Regions from separate parts of the Pan paniscus genome. Here region 2 is linked to region 1. A link is a contact called in public Hi-C data. All regions are on one chromosome and are shown on one strand. The core of a region is the stretch at or near the end of the contact, and the rest is flanking DNA. Distances in the headings are between cores, read along the strand shown. Region 1 holds the start of NLRP1 (NLR family pyrin domain containing 1). Region 2 holds the start of AIPL1 (aryl hydrocarbon receptor interacting protein like 1).

Region 1 (4,895 bases), core at 565-3,064:
CTCAACCAAGAGAGGTCAGGATACACCAGTGAACCCGCTGCAGCCCTCTACAACTTCCTCTAGAGGCTTGTCTGAAGAATGATGTTCTTATAGATACTGCTAGGCAAAAAAATCCTGATCTAGGATCAGGAAATTTGCATATCTGTCTTGGTTCTATCTCCCTGTGTAAATCACTACTCCTACTGAGCCTCAGCTGTGCTTTATTGGGCCAACGGCATCTGCAACCCAGGGTGGCTAATAGTAATAATAACAGCAGCAGCAGCAGCAGCAACAACAGCAATGGGAGATCTTATTTATTGAGCACTTACTGTATATCAGACTCTGTGCTAAATGTTTAACCTGGATGATCTCTTTTAACCCTCACACAGCCCAGGGAGGCGGGCTCTCACTCTCCCATTTTGCAGACAGAGAAATAGGCAGAGAGCAGTGAAGTGATTGGCCCAGGGTGATAGTGCCAGGACTGGTGATAGTGCCTGACTCCCAAGTCCGTGCTCATAACTACAATGCCAGGCGAGTACCGGGAATGCACTTGAATAGAAGAGGGTGTGGGGCTCTGAGGTGCAGCAGGGGCCCCCCAGCAAGCCTCCTGGCTCCAGCGTAGTCTGGGGCCTGGATCCCCCTTTGAGAGGGCAGTTCCGTGTCACTGCTCAGAGGAAGGCCTGGCAGGGAGGGCTCAGTGGTGGGGTCCCAAGAGGGCAGGGCAGGCATGAGGGCCAGGGGATGTCCTGCGGGCAGTGGGGTCCTCTGTCCACTCACCTGCCCCTTCCTGGGCTTGGGTGCACAGTGACCTCAGCCCCATCTGCTCCCAGGTATGGAGGGTTAGGTCCCAGGCCCGCTGCTCCCCATACTGAGCCACCAAGTACGAGGCCACCTCCATGCCACTCGTCTTCTCTGGCTGAGCGGGTGTCTCACCCGAAGAGCTCCTGGAGTGTGCTTTATTGGCGAGCAGAAGCTGGAACTCCTTCAGCTCCTCCTTCTTCAGGAACTCCAAGTAACAGGCCAGGCGGCCCCAGGCTCCGCCAGCCATCTCTGTCCCGGAGTTAAGGGGGTGTCTGGGGGATGTTCCCAGGTGGTGAGGGTATCAGGCAGGCAGAGAACAGTGCTGTCCTTTGCCTTGGCTCTTACCGTCTCTTATTCAGCATTCAGAACCCAGTTTTATAAATCCCAGGGCACCTACAGATAGACGCCGATAGAGGGGGAGTGGTAGGAAAAGCCAGGGGAAGGAGGAGCCCAGAGGGGCCTGCGAGACACTGGAAGAAGTCAGCTGATAGGGAGGTCCTGGGATGGGGTCCAGGGCCAGGCAGGGAGGGTGAGGGTGAGGGGAGATGTGGTGACGGGAGATGGGGTGTGGGCAACGCTCACTGTTCTGTGTTCCTCAGATTCTTCCCTCTCCTGGGTCCTGGACTCCTGAGATCAACCCTTGAGCTGCAAGGCTGAGAAGAGGTGGGGTGGGAGGAGCCGCAGAGCATGGAATGGGCTTTCAGAACCCAGAGCGGAGCCCAGGGCTGCTGGCTCCCAGGTTTCTTCAGACCTCTCCAGGCCCTGGGGCACCAGCCAGCAAGAACAGCGCCTAGTCAACAAGAGCAGGAAGGAAACGTCACCCAGAGGAAACCCACAAGGGGCGTGGCCAGGGGGTAGGATCAAACCAGGCCTGGGTAGGCCAGACTGAGAGTCACAGATTCAGATGGGCCACATGGCATCTATAGGCGGACCAGGAGCACAGGCCCAGACCAGCTGACGCTGCAGCAGGTACAGGCCCATACTGAACACGGTGTGTGCACCTCCACATGGGCACTCCGCCAGCCCATCATCTACAGCCTGTCTGCAGAGCCAGGATGCAGACTCTCCAAGCAGTTGTGTCTGCAGCCCAGGCCCAGCCTCTCAGGATGGGTGGGGCCCCCTGTGTCTGCCTGGGCAGCTCCTTATTGGGAAACATCAGAACTGGGCCAGGGAACATTTTTCCCAGCCTCTCATGGTTTTGGGAGCTTCTTGAGTTGCACTGCATGTCCTGCCATGCTACCAGGGGCACTAAAGCATGTGTCCCAGGCCCAGGGGGCTGTTTGCCTTCTGGGCAGCCCAGCACTTAGCTGGTGAACATTTCCACCTGAAAGCAGAACAGCCCCTTCCTCATTCCTGCAAGCAGGCCTCGGGGAGCCAGGTGCAGACTTCCTCTTTCGTGGAATCTGCAAGATGCCAATGACTTCAGGTTGAGGAATGACATTACCTACTCATTTGCTGATGTAACACACCACCAGGAATTTCTGGAGATGCTTTGGTTTCACTTGGACTGGCAGAGCCCAGGCTTCAACCCACGGCTTGCTTGGACAAGGATTCCTTATGTGCCTGATTTATTTCTTTGAGCCTCAGTTTGCCCATCTATTAAATGGGACATCATAGGTTTACCAAGAGGCTTCAATTCAGCAAAAGGTCTTAGAGTCTCTCTCTCTTGCCCAGGCTGGAGTGCAGTGGCAAGATCTCGGCTCACTGCAAGCTCCCTCCACCTCCTGGGTTCCAGCGATTCTCCTGCCTCAGCCCAGCTTCCTGGGCAGTTGGGATTACAGTCACTCACCACCACGCCTGGCTAATTTTTTTGTATTTTTAGTAGAGATGGGGTTTCACCATGTTAGCCAGGCTGATCCGAGGTGATCTGCCCACTTCGGCCTCCCGAAATGTTGGGATTATAGGTGTGAGCCTCCGTGCCTGGCCTAAATAAATTTTATAAATGTTAGTTTTAAAAAATGGCTAATAAGCACATTGTAGGACATTCTAATATCAGATTGACCAGAAGTGGAAAAGTGCTGTGCTAAAAGCGGGATGATCGGGAGGCTCTGAGCACTCCGTGAAGGACCGTGAGACTCCATGTAGCGGGAGGAATGGCCTGGAGGAGGGCTGTGTGGGCTTTTTTTCCTCCTCACACCAGCCAGTTCTGGCACCAACTCTCTAGACACCAACTGGTGTCCTACAGTGCAATTCTGACACTGACTGCCTGGAGTCGGCATCAAACCCCACAGGTTTAGGGTTTCAGTGAAGAGCTGGCCTCATATCAGATGCCAGTTGCAAATGGGGTGCCCAGACCACTGGCATCTCTGTCTGACTTGGTGACAAATTCAAGGGTTCCCACAGTCCCCGGCAGGTTCAATAATTTGCTGAAATGACTCACAGGACTGAGAAAAGCACTTTATTTATTATTATCGGTTCATGATGGAGGATACGACTCAGGAATAGCCCAACGGAAGAGATGCCGAGGTCCAGGTGTGGGTGGGGGAGGGGCACAGCGCTTCCTTGCCCTCCCGGGCACCCTACTCTCCCTGCCCCTCCCTGCTTCACTAACCTGGAAGCTCTCCAAACCCCAAACAAACAAGACTGTGGGGTTTTCTTGGAGGTTTCACTTCATAGGCATAATTCATTAAATCACTGGCCGCTGGAGATCCACTCAACCTGTTAAATAGATCAGAAACCTGACCCTTCCCACCACGCCCACTGGGGCTGCTGGTCCAGCCTTCAGTCGTCTCTTACTGGGATCACTGTGCTAGCCTTCCACATGTTCTCCACCCATGCTGATGCTGCCCCTTTACTGTCTACTCTCAGTCTAGAAGCCAGAATTATCCACTTAAAGCATAAATTAGGTCAGGTCACTTCTCAGCTCAAAACTTTCCCATACTCCATCTCACTCTGAGTAAAAACCAAAGTCCAACCAAAGGTGTGGTGACTCGTGCCTGTAATCCCAGCACTTTGGGAGGCTGAGGTGGGAGGATCGCTTGAGGCCAGGAGTTCAAGACCAGTCTGGGAAACATGGCAAGACCCTGTCCCTATGACATAATATTAAAAAACTTCCCAAATCCGGCCAGGTACAGTGGCTCATGCCTGTAGTCTCAGCACTTTGGGAGGCTGAGGCGGGCAAATCACCTGAGGCCAGGAGTTCAAGACCAGCCTGGCTAACATGGTGAAATCCCATCTCTAATAATTATAATACAAAAAAAATTATCCGGGTGTGGTGGCGCACGCCGTATTCCTTCAGGAGGCTGAGGCAGGAGAATTGCTTGAACCTGGGAGGCAGAGATTGCAGTGAGCTGAGATTGCACCATTGCACTCCAGCCTGGGTGACAAGAGTGAAACACAGTCTCAAACCAAACCAAACCAAACCAAACAACAACAACAACTCCCCAAATCTCCCAGGGTCCTCCCAATGGTTCCCGGGGGCTGCATGATCTAGCCCCTGATATCTCTCCGGCATTATATCCTACCCTATCCCCCTCCCTCACTGGATCCTCTTAGTCTTTTCCCTGTTCCTTGAATACACCAAGAATACTCTCACTCCAGGGCCTTTGCACTAGTCTTTCCATTGTCTTGGAATGGTTTCCCCAGATATTCAGAGGTGTGCTATCCAACCTTCTGTAAAGTAGAATTCCTCCATTCCGTGCTTCATTTTTCCGCATGACATTTATTACTGCCTGACGTTACAGACTTGTTTATTTGTTTACCTTCTGTCACCCCCTCCTGCCAATAGGATGTTAGGTCCCTGGAGACAGGACTTGGCTTGTTTTGTTCGCTGTTGTATCCGCTATGCCTAAATCAGTGCCTGGCCCACAATGTCAGCACAATCAATACCACAGACATTGAATGTCTTCTGAACCCTTTCCTTTAATGCTTTCCTTTTTATCCTTCCAAACAGCTACTCACTCTGGCCACTAGATGGCACTCAAGTACTTTCTGAGAATTGAAGCAGCCTCATGGGTTTGGTGGAGAGGACCCACTGGCGCTCTCTGAGCCTGAATTTTTAAAGTTATCCCTGTTTCTGGTGCTTTGGGCCTTTGTTTCCTTTCCTTGAGGCATTTTAGGAACACATTAAAACTCACTTTTATTCAAGTCATGCTATTTTCAATTAAAACTTAACT
Region 2 (5,053 bases), core at 2,129-4,628, 840 kb after region 1:
GCCTCTGATGAAATAATGAGTCTGGGTATCTGCCACCAATGGTGAAAGTCTAGGGGGAGCTTTGGAATGGATGGATCAGGCTGTCAACACCTAAACCCACCAATCACTCTTAACATCACTGTAAGAGAGACAACCAAGTGTGATGTACGTCTCCCAAAGGGAAGTATATGGTACATCCATGGAAGACTTTTGAAAAAGAGAGAAAGAGAGAGAGAAGAATCTGAATCTTATCAGGCCCTCTAGACCCCACTTTCAATTTATCAAAAATGTGGGGAATAGAGGAGCGTGTTAGACAATTCCATGGCGAAGGAACCAGGAAAATCAGAATGTGGGACTTCTACAGGATAAATGACCCAGTTCCTTCAACGCTTCCATGTCAAGGAAGAAAAGAAGGAGGCCGAGCGCGGTGGCTCACGCCTGTAATCCCAGCACTTTAGGAGGCAGAGGCGTGCGGATCACAAGGTCAAGAGATCAAGACCATTTTGATCAACATGGTGAAACCCTGTCTGTACTAAAATACAAAAAATTACCCAGGCGTGGTGGCGGGCACCTGTAGTCGTGGCAGGCTGAGGCAGGAGAATCACTTGAACCCAGGAGGGCAAGGTTGCAGTGAGCCAAGATCGCGCTACTGCACTCCAGCCTGGCTACAGAGCAAGACTCCGCTCAAAAAACAAAAGAAAGACAGAAAAGAAGGAAGTAGACCTATAGATAAAAAGGCACTTGAGAGATGCATCAACAAAGCACTATGCAGAGACTTTGTTTGTTCGGTTGTTGATTTAAACAAACCAAACTCATTCATTTATAAAGAATAAAAGGAGTCAACCAAAGAAAACTTAACAGTGACTGGATATTAGATGGCTTTAAGGAATTACTGGAGTTTTTAAAAGATTTCATAATGGTACAATGGTAAAGTTTCTTTAATATCCTCTTTTTTTTTTTTTTTTTTTTTTAGATGGAGTCTCACTCTGTCGCCAGACTGATGTTCAGTGGCATGATCTTAGCTCACTGCAACCTCTGCCTCCCGGGTTCAAGTGATTCTCCTGCCTCAGCCTCCTGAGTAGCTGGGATTACAGGCATGTGCCACCACGCCCAGCTAATTTTTGTATTTTTGGTAGAGACGGGGTTTCACCATGTTGGTCAGGCTGGTCTCGAACTCCTGACGTCGTGATCTGCCCGCCTCAGTCTCCCAAAGTGCTGGGATATCCTCATATTTTAGAGATACAAATTTTAGTATTTACAGATGAAATGATACGGTGTCTGGCATTTGGTTTAACCACGCAGGACAAGGAAGGGAAGTGGGTGGGTTGGGAGATGAAGCAAGACCAGCCGCGGGTTGATGGTGGCCGGCACTGGGTGACAGGTACTCGTAAGTTCATTATTCTTTCTGTTGATTTTTGTATATGTTTGAAAGTTCCCATAAGAAACGTTGCCTAAAGGTCAGTGAGTTTTGCCATAAGGCAAGGAAGCTAACTTATAGGAGTAATTTACGGAGTGCCATAAATAGGAGGGCAAACCTGCAATGTGAGGAGGAGGGCAAAAAAGTGACCAGTGCTGCTCTAATCATGCTGTATAAAATCTCCAGGTCTAATCATGCTGTATAAAAAGCAAGGACTTAGCCGGGCAAGATGGCTCATGCCTATAATTCCAGCACTCTGGGAGGCCGAGACAGGAGGATTGCTTAAGCCCAAGAGTTTAGGACCAGCCTGGCCAACGTGGCAAAACTCTGTCTCTACAAAAAATACAAAAATGAGGTGTGGTGGTGCGCCTGTAGTCCCAACTACTTGGAAGGCTGAAGTGGGAGGATCACCTGAGCCCGGGAAGTTGAGGCTGCAGTGAGCCATAATTACGCTACTGCACTCCAGCCTGGGTGACAGAGCGAGACCCTATCTCTCTCTCTCTCTCTCTCACACACACACACACACACACAAATGTGAGGACTGTGAAGTGGGCCAGCTCACTCCTGCTGGGCATAGCCCTGCTCCCCACCAGCCAGCCACAGCATGGGTCACCCCTTCCAGCCCTTGTTCCCTCCATCTTCACATGCACAGCGGTGGGGAATAAGGTTGCAGGACTGGCTTTGCAAAGCTTTGCTTGAGTCCCAGCTTTCCCGAAACACAACAGCCCCGCAAAGTGGGTGGGTGAGCCCAGAAAAGACTAGTCCCAGGAGACAGGCGCGCAGGGCCTACTTACGATGGTATCGCACCAGAACTCGGCCACCTCGTGCACCCGCATGGAGGTAAGCAGGATCTCCCAGACCTCGAGCTTGAACATGTTTCCGATGATGATGTGCATGGGCTGGCCCACCTGCCGGCTGTCGTCAATGACTGTCCGCTCCTCATCACATTTCATGGTGCGGAAATGAAAGATCACCTGGTCACCGAGACGGTGCACTCTGCTCTAGACACACCGTTCAAGGCCCGGCAGAAGCCACCCCCTTGCCACCGACACCCAGGGCTGTCCCCAGGGTCAGCTCACTCAGTTCATCCCATCAGATGCCTCAGACCCCTGGAGCACCTCCACCCTGCCTGCACCCCCCAGGGAGGAGGGACCCACCCCTCCCTACAGACCCCATTCCACTCCCCACAGCCCTGTGCGTCCAGAAATCCTTCCTCAAAGAAACCCGAGTTCTTTTTTTTTTTTTTTTTTTTTTGAGACAGAGTCTCACTGTGTTGCCCAGGTTGGAGTGCAGTGGTATGATCTCGGCTCACTGCAACCTCCACCTCCTGGGCTCAAGTGATTCTCCTGCCTCAGTCTCCTGAGTATCTGAACTGGGATTACAGGCGCCCAGCACATCTGGCTAATTTTTGTGTTTTCAGTAGAGACGGGGTTTCACATGTTGGTCAGGCTGGTCTCGAACTCTTGACCTCATGATCCGCCCATCTTGGCCTCCCAAAGTGCTGGGATTACAGGCAGGAGCCGCCTCGCCTGGCCAAAGCCCGAATTCTGTAGCCACAGATGCACCCTTCAGTCCAGGGAAGCCCAACAGACATTTGGGGACAAATACCAAGAACCCTCGGACTCCCTTTCTTCTCAGTCAACATTTAGGGCTCCAGAAAATTCCCAAAAGCCCTTCCCCTCAGCCCATGCTAAAGTTGAATCTGCAAAGTACCAAAAATGCCCCCTGAATGGGGTAAACGCTGGGAGCTTCCCGGAGGCCCAGCGCTGGGGCTGCCTGGCTGTTTTTTTGGCACAGCTGAAAGCTGTTTACAGTGCCTTGGGGCACACCTGGAATGTTGAAGGCTGCTGTGGGGGACCCTGTCTGCTCCGGAGGGGCCCCACTCACTCGGGATCCGGTGATGAAGTTTGGGAGCTCGCCCGTGCCCCCGTGCAGAATGGTTTTCTTGACCCCTTCCACGTTCAGGAGCAGAGCGGCATCCATGGCTGCAGGAGAAAGGGAGGTGTCCAGCACAGGCGGAGATAATCTCACCTCCGGGGAAGACCCTTAGGCGGCTGAGACTCTGGGATTTACCCAGCCAGGAGGAGTGGGGGGAAGGGCAGACGGTGGGGGCGGTGACCTAGGCGCCCCGGCTTCTCATCAGAGCCACTCGGGCCGGGCCTGTGGTCCACAGGCAGCCTCGCCTCCTATCCCATCCACCTTTGCTTCCAGTGATTCTGGGCCCCTGCCCAGGGTTGTGCTAGATTTGGCTTTTTGTTCCACCCCAAGAAGGAAAAAGGTCCGCTGAGCTTTCTTAAAGAAGACAGGGGACCAGGCACGGTGGCTCACGCCTGTAATCCCAGCACTTTGGGAGGCCGAGGCGGGCAGATCACGAGGTCAAGAGATAGAGACCATCCTGGCTAATATGGTGAAACCCCATCACTACGAAAAATACAAAAATTAGCCGGGGGTGGTGGCGGGCGCCTGTAGTTCCAGCTACTCGGGAGGCTGAAGCAGGAGAATCACTTGAACCCGGGAGGCGGAGGTTGCAGTGAGCCGAGATAGCGCCACTGCACTCCAGCCTGGCGATGTGGAGAGAGGCCTGGAGGCCACTGAAGGGGAAAAGGAGGGGAGGCATGGGCTGGGCCCAGACTCTAAGTCCCCGAGGACCCCAGGCCAGCCGGGGTGGCAGCTGCCCTTTGCCATCCAGCCACCTTCCTACTTTCCCTGTTCCCCCTCCCCTGCCCAGAATCTGCCTTCAGGAGGCCCTGCGATGGTGGCCCAAGGGAAGAGGCGACAGGTTTCTGGCTTGGGAGGGAAGGAAGACGGAGAACGAAAGGCGGGGTGGGTTTGGGTAAAGTTGAGGCGCCCTCCGCAGCCCCGCTCCTGCCTCCCCTGCAAGGTCTGGCTGGGGGAAGGGTGGGTATCCCCTCCCCTCCCCTCCCCTCCCCTCCCCTTTGGAGGCCCTTAGCCCTGTGCCCTGGGAACCAGGCAGAGTTTATTGAGGGCATCAGGGACGCCCAGAAGGGCTGGGAAACATAAATGCGAAGACCTGGTGTTTGGCACCACCGTGTGGCCAGTTCAAGCTCCTACACCTCCGCACCCTGAGGGCGCTGGACTCAGCTCCACAAAACCATTCTCTTCCTGACACCAGGCTCACTGGTTGCAGAGGGAAGGGGTGCAGGACTCTGCTACAGGGAGAGAGAAAAACACGGGACTAAGGAGGCTGAAGTAGGTGGATCACCTGAGGTCAGGAGTTTTGTATTTTTAGTAGTCTGTACTAAAAATACAAAAATTACCCAGGCATGGTGGTGCGCACCTGTAATCCCAGCTACTCAGGAGGCTGAGGCAGGAGCCTCGCTTGAACCCTGGAGGCGGAGGTTGCAGTGAGCTGAGACCGTGCCACTGCACTCCAGCCTGAGCAACACAGCGAGACTCTGTCTCAAAAAAACAAAACAAAACAAAAAATGCTAGACTAGGCTGGGCGCAGTGGCTCATGGCTGTAATCCTAGGACTTTGGGAGCCAAGGCAGGTGGATCACCTCAGATCAGGAGTTAGAGACCAGCCTGGCCAACATGATGAATCCCCATCTCTACTAAAATTACAAAACTTAGTCGGATGTGGTGGTGGGCACCTGTAATCCCAGCTACTCAGGAGGTTGAGGCAGGAGAATCGCTT

What was found. A called contact is a pair of places that touch in the nucleus more often than the background predicts.
Region 2: a contact with region 1 is called in a Hi-C map of induced pluripotent stem cells, with 7 times the contacts expected there. The contact joins the promoter of AIPL1 here to the promoter of NLRP1 in region 1. A contact is called at or near these places in 2 of 3 Hi-C or Micro-C datasets (fibroblasts and induced pluripotent stem cells).

What each region holds. Positions count from the first base shown.
Region 1 is chr19:13,192,967-13,197,861 of NHGRI_mPanPan1-v2.0_pri, forward strand. NLRP1 (NLR family pyrin domain containing 1) reads right to left here and starts at 1,815. Exons shown (of 15, transcript XM_063598918.1): 1 at 757-1,815. The coding sequence starts at 1,027.
Region 2 is chr19:14,032,771-14,037,823 of NHGRI_mPanPan1-v2.0_pri, forward strand. It overlaps AIPL1 (aryl hydrocarbon receptor interacting protein like 1), which reads right to left and starts at 3,379. Exons shown (of 6, transcript NM_001279229.1): 1 at 3,284-3,379; 2 at 2,191-2,370. The coding sequence starts at 3,379.